Linked DNA regions of Mus musculus: region 1 is linked to region 2. The links are chromatin contacts, called in public HiChIP or PLAC-seq maps. All regions are on one chromosome and are shown on one strand. The core of a region is the stretch at or near the end of the contact, and the rest is flanking DNA. Distances in the headings are between cores, read along the strand shown. Region 1 overlaps Sbf2 (SET binding factor 2). Region 2 overlaps Sbf2 (SET binding factor 2).

Region 1 (5,243 bases), core at 1,280-3,779, 77 kb after region 2:
AGCTGGTAAATGTGAAAATTCACTTGTAGGCCTAGACCTTCAGGTACATAATTTAGCAACAGACAAAACTCCAATATTAGTAACATATTTTCAGGTTTCTTTCTAAGATTACAATTCTAAATCTAGTTTTATTAGCTGGAAATATCATCCAAGAGTATAAGAAAACAGACCAGTTTCTCCCAGGCACTGCAGATGTTCTCTGGCTTCTTCATTGCAATCCTTCACCATCAACACTACAGCATTCTGTTGACTGCTTTCATTACCCCCATACTCAAAACCTTCTTTGAATGTGGTTTCTCTTTACATCTCTTAAAAATCACTGAAAAATCTATCTGTGACCACAAGGACAACTATAAAGCTAGAAAAATTAAAAACAAAACACTTGTACTTCAGATAGAAAGGGAATCTGTTGAGTCACTGAGTGTTTATAATAGCACATAATTCACTTCCTGTTGCAATAATTTCTTCTGTAATTCAGCAGCTCCTCCACAGAGCCCTATGAAGTCTATGACTTCTCAAAAATGTCAACAATGCTGACTAGTATAAAGGAAAGAGTGCTGCCTAAGCAAAACTAAACTAGAAGAATAATCTATTTACAAGTTTGTTTTAGGGGTAAACAGTTGATAAAATCAGCTTTTGTTACTTATAAAGATAGTCATGAGTTCTGAATTTTCCCGTTATAGCATGCTGCAAGGACCTCAAAACATTCTAATTTCCATCATACGACCAATAGTCCATGCCCTAATGAATATATTATAGGCCACTGAAAAATCAATGTAAGTATCAAGCAGTCAAGTGATGACCAGAACAAGGACCAGAACTACTGAGGGCTCCAAGGAGGTGGAAGGGCACAGAAAAATACAGAAAAAAAAATATCCTATTGGGAGAATTTAGCTAATTCACAGAGAACGTTCTCTCTCATTGTTAATCTGGATGAAAAGGCATTTTAGCATTGTGAAGGGCAGTAATTAGTATTGATTATGTACAATATAAAACCCATTTACACAGATCTGTAAAGGTATTTTGCTCGGAATGCTTGGCAAGCATGTGTGAGGTCTTAGGTTCATTCAATGGCACTAAATACACACATATATTTATGTGTATACATTTATGTATGTATCTTTAGATGAGCATGTTTATTTTGCTTACATGTTTCGTGGAGTGAAAGTCAGTAAATGGAAGACTTGCTTCTTGCTCTAGCTAGAATTATAGATAGCAATGGAGACTACAGATCCATAACAGGAAGTACAGGATAGTAGTTGTGAACGCTGGCCTGATTGTGGAACTCTGGCTAAGCTCTATGAGCCTAGGAACTGCATCTCTTCTGTACTTGCATGCACATGCAGAGACTGGGGAAGTAACATTCAGTTTGCAGCTGAAGTCCATCCTGTTCTTCATCCCCCCAGAATTCACTGTTCACTTACTACGTGCCTGCCACTCTAACGGGCGCTTTATGTTTACCACCCGCTTCTGTCTTTACTGATCACAATCCCAGACATTTGTTTAAGATTTCAGAATAAGCTGGAATTCAAATTCACATCTAGTTCCCATTTTAGGGCTTTCCACTTATATCTTCGTTCCATTGCTATTTCTGTGAAGAGACGCCATGACTAAGGCAACTTACAAAAGATAAGAGCTTATTAGGGGCTTGCTTACAATTTTGGAGGGTTGGGCTACGATCATCATGGCAGGAAGCATGGCAGCAGGCATAACCTTGGAGCAGTAGCTGATAGCTTACACATTAAGAGAACAACCACAAGTCAGAGAGATAGATCCAACTGGAAGTTGTATGAAGTTTTGAAGCCTCAAAGCCCACCTCAGTGATGACACCAATCCAACAAGGCCACCCTGGGGACTAAGTATTGAAATATAGGAGCCTATGGTAACATTCTCAATTCAAACCACCAGACCTACTATAATACACCATAAGAATTTATAGTCAGAGTTAAAAGTGAGAGGCTGTGAAGCTAACATCGTATCAGCTGAATGTAGCTGCACATTTTGTTTTGGTTATTTAAGAGGTTGATGAGAGAGTGTGAGTTTATGACAGAGAGGAAAGCAGAAATTGACTCTTACCATTTATGTAGAAACCAGAGGATGACTTTGGACACCTTCTTTTGCTATCTTTTTCTACTTCATATTTTGAAACAGGGTCTCACACTGAACCTGGGACTCATTGTTTCCTTTAGGCTAGCTAACTAGTAATCCTCCAGGACCTACAAGTCTCTACACCTACAGGGCTGGGGTAATAGGCCTACATCTCCAAGCCTGGCTCTCATGGCTGTTGAAAATTTGAAATTTGTTCCTTGTTTTTAACCCATCAGGTATTTTACCTACTGAATCTCCTTGTCCACGATTTTAATTTTTTTAGTTAAATCAAAAGAAGAAATTTTATGTACTGTTCAAATTTATAATTTTCTTGAAAACAAAACAAAAGATGTGCTGACACCATTCCTGCATGCAAGGCTGCAGCTGCTAGGACTGACCAGTGGCTGTCCTGCACACAGGAAGCCTGTTCTTCCTTCCCTTTGCTTCACTCATTTGCATTCTCTGGTCTCAAGCATTCAGTTAGCAGTTCTTAGTGCCTTCCAGCCTTTCTCTCTAAACTGCCTTTTGTGCTAGCTCACTACGGGCCCCTCAATCTCTCAAGCCTCCTTAGCTCCTTGCTGTAAGTTTCTGACAGCTGAGTACTGCATACTCCTTAGAGACTAGAGGATAATATTAGTCTGAACTCCTCGCCATGGCATTCTGGGCATTCTAGGCATGGTTTCAAATCACCTTTGTCATCATACATTTCCGCATCTGATGAGTGAGTAGACTGCTGTTACCTTAAAAGGACATATCCAAGTGTCTTGCTGTAGAATTCCATTTTTTAAATTACATTTTAAACAATGGATTGGATTACAAGTATGATTTTCAAAATTAATTCAAAGAACCAGGAATCTACAACTTCTTTGTAGCTGTCTCTCAGAGATGTGCCCTAATGTATCTGCCTCGTACAGATGCCACTGACAACTAACAACTGGTTAACAAAAGAGATTTGGGATTGATGGTATTGTTTTTTACGATTCATATTTTTTATGTGTTTATGAGTTTTGCCTGGATGTATGCATTTTTACCATGTGTGTACAGTGCCTCCAGAGGTCTGAAGAGGGTCTAAGGTCCCCTGCAACCTGAGTTAATCCGTGAGAAGCCATGTAGGTGCTGCGAACTGAGCTTGGGACCTCTGCAAAGGCAGCAAGTGCTCTTCACCTGCAAGCTTCACTCCAGTCCCCTCGATGGCAGTCTTAAGACTACAGGGTTTCTTAAGTTGCACTTCAGTGAGAGGCTAACGATACCAAGTGTACCCACGATGCAACCTGGGTAGCACAGCCTGGTTTCAAAGACTCACACACAATGCCAGTTAACAGTTTTGCCTAATGTTTCCATCCCATTTACTATGCACTAGGATTTATATTTATCTACTGTTGCATGAAAAAACTGCCAAGACTTGGTGGCTTAAAAATCAACAATTCGCTTAGTTCCTAGCAGTCATTAACCTATCTTTAAGAATTTTAAATTTATATTTGCAAAGTAAACTGTTGTAAGTTACTTTTTGAATTCTAAAATCTCAGTACCCCCTTCCCCATGCTGTAGAGGGGATGCTTTTTAAAGATGAAGCCTGTCCAATATTGTCAACATTCAAACAAACATGAATGGCAGACTCTTAGGGATTTCATTATCTAGCTTTGCTGAAAACAAAACCTCATGTTTAAGATCAATATCTGTAAGAGAAACAAAGAAGTGGGCTGGGTTAGGAAGTTCTCTGCAAGGGGGAAGGGCAGACTTCAACTTCTCCACAACTCCCCTCCCCCAACTCAGAATCAGGAAGAAGACTGCACTGTTGCTGTTGTTGTTGTTCTTTTTTAAAGATTTGTTTTATGTATGTGAGTACACTGCAGCTGTGTTCAGACACACCAGAAGAGGGCATCGGATCCCATTACAGATGGTTGTGAGCCACCATGTGGTTGCTGAACTCAGGACCTCTGGAAGAGCAGTCAGTGCTGTTAACCACTGAGCCATCTCTCCAGTCCGTCTGCACTGTTCTTATTGTCAAACACTTCTCTAATCTGCCATAGTCTTCTAAAAAGAAGAGATACTTGGAGAAACCAACAGAATAAATCAAATTCCATGCTACTGTGGAATAAATTAGTATGTGGTTTTGACACAGAACTGTACTTTCTTTTTCACCATTTTCAGTGGATTTTTAATTGTGCCACATAATATATTAAAAAGCAATCAAATTGATAACTTTTGTTTGACTGCTATTCCAAGTAGGCACTGTGCTGCCTGACCCTCAACAACTTGGCTCTCCTGTACGCTGCATCACTATTTGGCTTTCCTCCATGTTTTTCTACAGAGTTCTCCACGTTTCTGGCCTGTATCCCTCTCTTTTCTGTCCTAGGTATGCCTATAGAAGTTTCTTAAACTTATATTTTAAATTAGATCTCTCTCTCTAATGTTATAAGTATGCAAATTTGAGCTGGAGAGATAGCTCAGTGGTTAAGAGCACTGGCTGCTCTTCCCAAGATCCTGAGTTCAATTCCCAGCAACCACATGGGGTTCACAGCCATCTGTAATGGGATCCGATGCCCTCCTCTGGTGTGTCTGAAGACAGTGACAGTGTATACACATACATAAAATAAATTTAAAAAATGCAAATTCGGTTGAAGAGATGGCTCAGTGGTTAAGAACACTGACTGCTCTTCCAGAGGTCCTGAGTTCAAATCTCAGCAACCACATGGTGGCTCACAACCATCTGTAATGAGATCTGATGCCCTCTTCTGGTGTGTCTGAAGACATCGACAGTGTACTTACACATAATAAATAAATAAATAAATAAATCATTTTTTAAAATGCAAATTCTATTTGTTTTTTCTATAGGTCCATGAAGCCCAAGCTGTAAGTTGGTAGCTTATAGGTATTTTGTTTTGAATTTTATTATTATTAACCAATTAAAAAATCTCTGGCAGTAGATTTTCTTTTGAGATAGTCTTGCTCATATTTAGCCCACAACAGACTATAACTTGATTCTCCTACCCGTACTTCCTGAGTACTGCAAGTATGCACAACTGCATTGGCTAGTTGACTATCAACTTGACATAAGTTAGAGATGTATGGGAGAGGGACACTCAACTAAGGAAATGCCTACATAGGATTTGCCAGTTTGCAAGTCTGTGGTATCTTTTCTTTTCTTTTCTTTT
Region 2 (4,811 bases), core at 882-3,381:
GTTATGGTAACTGGGAGACCTTAGGAGCAGTTCTTCTCACAAGCAGTGCTGTCTGGTTAGCTGGCCTGTCCCCTGTGTGCTGGCCTGTCCCATGTGTCTCAGTTTGTCCAATGGCTCCCTGGTTAGTTCAGTGCTAGTGTTCTGTGGGCTCGCACGCTTGTTACTTCACAGAAAGCTGTGGGGAACAGGAGAGAACGCAGGACCCAGGCACTGTGTCCTCAGAGACTCGTGGTTTGAAGCAGTGTTTCCTGCACTGGCCCAGGTCATTCTGTGCTATTGTTAACCTCCTCTGCCTGCCACTGAGTAGTGACGTCTCCTGCTGCGAAGCTCCCGGGCAGGAACCATGAAAGCACCTTTGGCAGCACCAGGGAACCGACATCTCAAGGATCAGGCAGTAGGAGGAGGTGTGTCTGATGGGACACCTATGCGGTCGGTGTACAGCGACCTTTGAAGGTTTGGATTTCTGTGGTCCAAGTTGTTGAAGTTATGGCTTTGGAGAACAGTCTTCATGGAGGAGGACTCAGGTGGGAGCCACCTTGCCTACATGACAGCAGCAGGTCCAGAGGCACCCTCTCCACTTCAATCCTGTTGGAATGCTGCAGGGAGAGGGAGGGCCAGGGCTCCCACCCAGACCTGTGTGACATGCCAACTGCTTCCAGAGGGGACAAGGTAAGCAGAACCTCAGGCCCTGGGATGACCGTCATCGCCCTGTCAGGCAGATGAGTGAGTTCCTCTACCTTTCGTGCTTGTCTGATCCTGGGCATCAGGCATCAGAGATGCAGCTCTGGATCCTGTCCATCCATTGCTGGGCGCTCTGCCCATCCTGGGCACAGAAGTTATACACTCGCTTGCTGGTCTTGAGCTACAGAAACAAGCGACAGAAGGGTAGACATAAAGCAGGACTGTTCTTTTGGCTTTGGGTGAGTAACAAACTAATCCCATCCTGGACAGACAGAACGGCCGGTTCTAACATTGGGTTTGGGGGTACTTTAAGGGCTATGCAAACAGATGACTTATAATTAATTAGTCCCTGACTAATAATTTAAGTAGTCCTTAAAATGAAGACAGTTTCATAAAGTAGATTACATTCTCCATCCCTCTACAGGCTATGATGCTGTTCCCTGGCTCAGGGTTTCTACTATGGCTCCATATGAAAAAAGGGGGTGGCACAGTTCCCCTGAGAGCTCTGGCATACTGTTCTTGCTTTGGTGCTGTGTAAGAGGCCAGAGGCACCAGCTGGTCCTGGGACCCCGCGCCATCCATGCCCAGCTCCTTTATTAAAGGCAATTCCGGGAAGAGGTCCTTTCCCCACTCCAGTGACTATGGGCAGTGACAGTGCTGTAGCAGAGGCAGAGGAGGGGACAGTGCTGCTCAGTGTGAAAGGTAGTCATGGGGATTCATTAGCCACTCACCCACAGCTTTAATTAAACACTCCTTTTTATTGACTACCAACTCCTTGGGGGCCCTATAATGTTTGGAGGTCATGGAGAGACATGCAGAAAGAACAGGAAAGAGGAACTTACATCAAAGAAAGCCTTGTCACTTGTATACTTTGGGGCTCCCATGCTGGGGCCGGCAGGGATAACCATTTCTACTTCAGCCAGATCAATGTGGCCTTTACAACTCGTGTCTTCCCCCGAATCATAGTATCGCAGCTAGGACCAAAAAGAGACAGACAGGACACAGTAAGGGGAAATGACCCGGCTTTCCAGACACATCTGACCACATCCTCTGCACCTTGCTTGTTGGTGCTGACTCTGCATGGAAGAATACTCTAGCATTAACAACGCAGGCTGCCTCTTGTACACACCTTTAATCCCAGCACCTGGAAGGAGAGGCAGCAGATCTCTGTGAGTTCAAGGCCAGCCTGAACCTCAAAGTGTTACACAGAGAAACCGTCTCAAAAAACAAAACAAACAACAAAAAGGAATTCCTGGATGCTGCTTTCAATCTAGTTGAAAAGGTCAAAGGACTCACCAGCAAGTCACAGAGGGCTTGAAACGCCACTGAGCTAGACGGCTGGAGTCTCCCCAGCCTGACCCAACCAAGGAAGTGACATGAGTGCCGTCTTTACTCCGCCACTGAGCACTGGCTAAGTGACAGCATGGCACTGGGATGGACAAAGGACAAGGAAGGCTTCCCAAGCAACAGGAAGTTGGAAGGAGAATGCAGTCTAAAATGGCACTGAGGGACATTACAGAGAGCTCCCAGCTGCCAGCTCTTGGAGATGTTTAAGTTTGGCACAATAACCATGTATTACTTTGGAATAAGAAGAAATGACGAAGTATTTTAAGAGCTTGCTGGTGAAAGCCTTCTTGGCCCAGGCAGGATTCCAGTAATGCAATTGGTTGTTTCCATCACTGTGTCTCAGGCCTCAACACCGCCCCACCCCCACCCCCGTACCCCTACCCTCAGGCAGTGTCACCAGGGCTAAATGGAAAAACCGTACACTTTCCACGCTAAAGAAAGTCAGAAGATTGGTAAGAATGCAAGTATAATTTGATGTAATTTTAAATTATAGTAAAATCATGATTTTTCCTATGTTATATTTAGTGGTTTAATGGAACTTTTCTACACAGTGAAGGTTCTGTGATTCCAGGGGGCACTGTTATTGTAAATGCAGCTTTAAAAAGGCTTCCATTTGTGTGTTTGAAAAGAATCTCAACAGTCTTCATATGGGTCAACAGACACAAAACCAAGAAAGCATTTGAATCAGAGGAAAGGATGGCCCCAGACCAGCCTTGACCAGGACGGGGTCCTCCTGACGCTGTCCCACAGTTGAGGTCCTTCCCGATGCTGCCTTCTACAAGTCAGCCTGAAGCAGAGGCGTCACTGCTGTGGTAAGGAAGGTGCTATGGGGCAGATGGAGAGTGCAGGAGCAGAGAGCATGATGGGAAGTCTAACCTGTAGCAGTTAGGGCAAGAGTTAAAGCCTGGCAGAGATGACTTAAGGTAAGGAAGGTCTTGCCTAGCCTGCTGTGAATCCCAGGGCTGGGTGGGCACATTCCTTCTCTGTGCTCCCATCTTTTAAGAATAGCAGTCCCTTGCTTAATATGCAGTGCAATGAGGTGGTGTGCAGTCATAAATGAATGTTTTCTGCAGCAAGGATGAAGGACAGCTGTGCCCTGGAAGGGAGGGGGCAGACATAAGCTCCCACATTCATGCACCAGGTTAAAGCTCCCGGACGCTTCCAGACCTGTATGTTAAGATGACATTTACATATCAGAGTTCCAGTGCTCTGAGCACACTGGTTCAACTGTCTTGCCTTAGCTGTGCTCCAGGTAGAGGCTGCTTTAAAATTTCCTTCCAAAGATTTCTCCCAGGGCTCAGGGGTGTTTGGGGCCTACAAGAGCCACCATGTGCATAGGTGAGGCCGGGGTGAGCAGGCTGTATGAGAGGTAAGCTGCCAGCCCAGGCCGAGCAGTGTCTTTAGGTCTTACCTGGTGTTTCGTGACATCTAAAACAAACCAGCGGGGTTTCCAACCCTTCAGCAATGCTCCTCGTTTGTATAATGTTCCTTCAAAGGATCTAGAAGTAAAACCAACAAAACAGTTTATTCTGACCTTTATTAACAAACAAGAACACTGGCTTTTGTCTGCCAGGCCTCTGTCTCCCAAGTCAGGGCTCTCCTTGGAGTCAGGCCCTAGCCCTTTGGGAGGCTGGGGTCAGCATTCCCCTGGTTAGGAATTCTTGGTCTCCATGCTTTCTGCTTTGCTAGGAATGCTGCAACACTGAGGGAAACCGGGTTGGAAACAGAAGTCTGAAGACGCCTGAGAAACACTAGTATGCCCTTGGCATCCCTAGTTTCCATGAGTCAAATCTTTTCTCTCAGCCAAGACGAGTAGGCTGCATGATGTGTACTACTGAAAAGGTATTTCCTGACACATATTCTCTCAAATACTGGTCCCCTGCAGAGCATTCAACACAAAGCATTTAAGAAAACGAAAACCCAAGGAACAAAAGCAAATCCATCCTGAGTGGGGGAAGGCTGCTTTGCACAGGGCTTGCTTAGGCTAACACCATGGGGTTCCAGCTCTGTCACCTGTTCTCGTCGTTCTTGGATGTGTACTGGCTGTAAAGTGTGGCCGCCCTGTGCTCTACACCATTGGACGGGGCGGTGGTGGTACTCTGATCCTCGCCCAGGCCTCGGTGTAGCGGGTGCAGCGCAGGCCTCTTCTGATAGGAAGGCACGTTGGTAGATGCAATTCCTGGGGATCCCGCTGAGTGTCTTAGGGACTGAAAAGACAGAATAGGAAGGAGCTAGCAAAGTTTCCCAGTGGCTTAAGAGACTGGCCTGATAATTTTATCCATATACATGATCTCAGGGTAAAAACTTACTAGTGAGCCAGCATGTGTACAAAGACATTTATCTTGTGTTTGTCTGTTTTGGTTGGAAAGTAGAAATAAACTAAGGATTATTTGTGGACTGGTAAACAAACTCCACAACCATTGTTCCTTTATAATGGAGTTGTGGACAGCTACCAAAATGATGCAAATGAATGGCATGTCTACCAACAAGAAGGCAGGCTTTAAACTATCATGTAGTTTATATAGCTTTTGATAACCTTCTGTGTACTGTTACTTTAAAAATACATCTTACTTTCACAATAAAAAAAATCTAGAAACAGTATATTATTTCTGGCTGGGAGGTGAGGTTGACGGTGAGGCTGCAGCCTAGGCCCTGGTCAAGGGCTGTCTTCTCCCTGCCCTCGTCTTGCTCTCTCCTACTCGATGTGCTCCTCAGAACACTTGTGAGTCCTCACTTCCCTGTGCTGAGCTGGGAGTCGGTCGGTCTGCTGTGGGTCTGAGTGG

Evidence for each region. HiChIP or PLAC-seq counts read pairs in DNA pulled down with a chosen protein or histone mark.
Region 1: an H3K27ac HiChIP or PLAC-seq map of neural progenitor cells shows a contact between it and region 2, with 3 times the contacts expected there. The contact joins two enhancer-like sites. A contact is called at or near these places in 6 of 484 Hi-C or Micro-C datasets (8-cell embryo, the STO cell line, bone marrow-derived macrophages and 3 more) and 4 of 115 datasets of contacts at active chromatin or transcription factors (the HPC-7 cell line, PVALB interneurons, embryonic stem cells and 1 more).

Annotation. Positions count from the first base shown.
Region 1 is chr7:110,385,197-110,390,439 of GRCm38.p6, forward strand. All of the region lies in intron 17 of Sbf2 (SET binding factor 2), which reads right to left. Among named protein-coding and RNA genes, the nearest start is that of Gm32861, 99 kb to the left of the region's middle. Within about 2 kb of position 2,530, at least 35 of the 459 cell types and tissues checked have an H3K27ac peak or open chromatin away from gene starts, as enhancers often do. A contact at or near this core is called in neural progenitor cells, where this site is marked.
Region 2 is chr7:110,308,635-110,313,445 of GRCm38.p6, forward strand. Sbf2 (SET binding factor 2) reads right to left here. Exons shown (of 41, transcript NM_177324.2): 38 at 4,042-4,235; 39 at 3,440-3,527; 40 at 1,524-1,655; 41 at 1-862. The coding sequence ends at 764. Among named protein-coding and RNA genes, the nearest start is that of Gm32861, 23 kb to the left of the region's middle. Within about 2 kb of position 2,132, at least 7 of the 459 cell types and tissues checked have an H3K27ac peak or open chromatin away from gene starts, as enhancers often do. A contact at or near this core is called in neural progenitor cells, where this site is marked.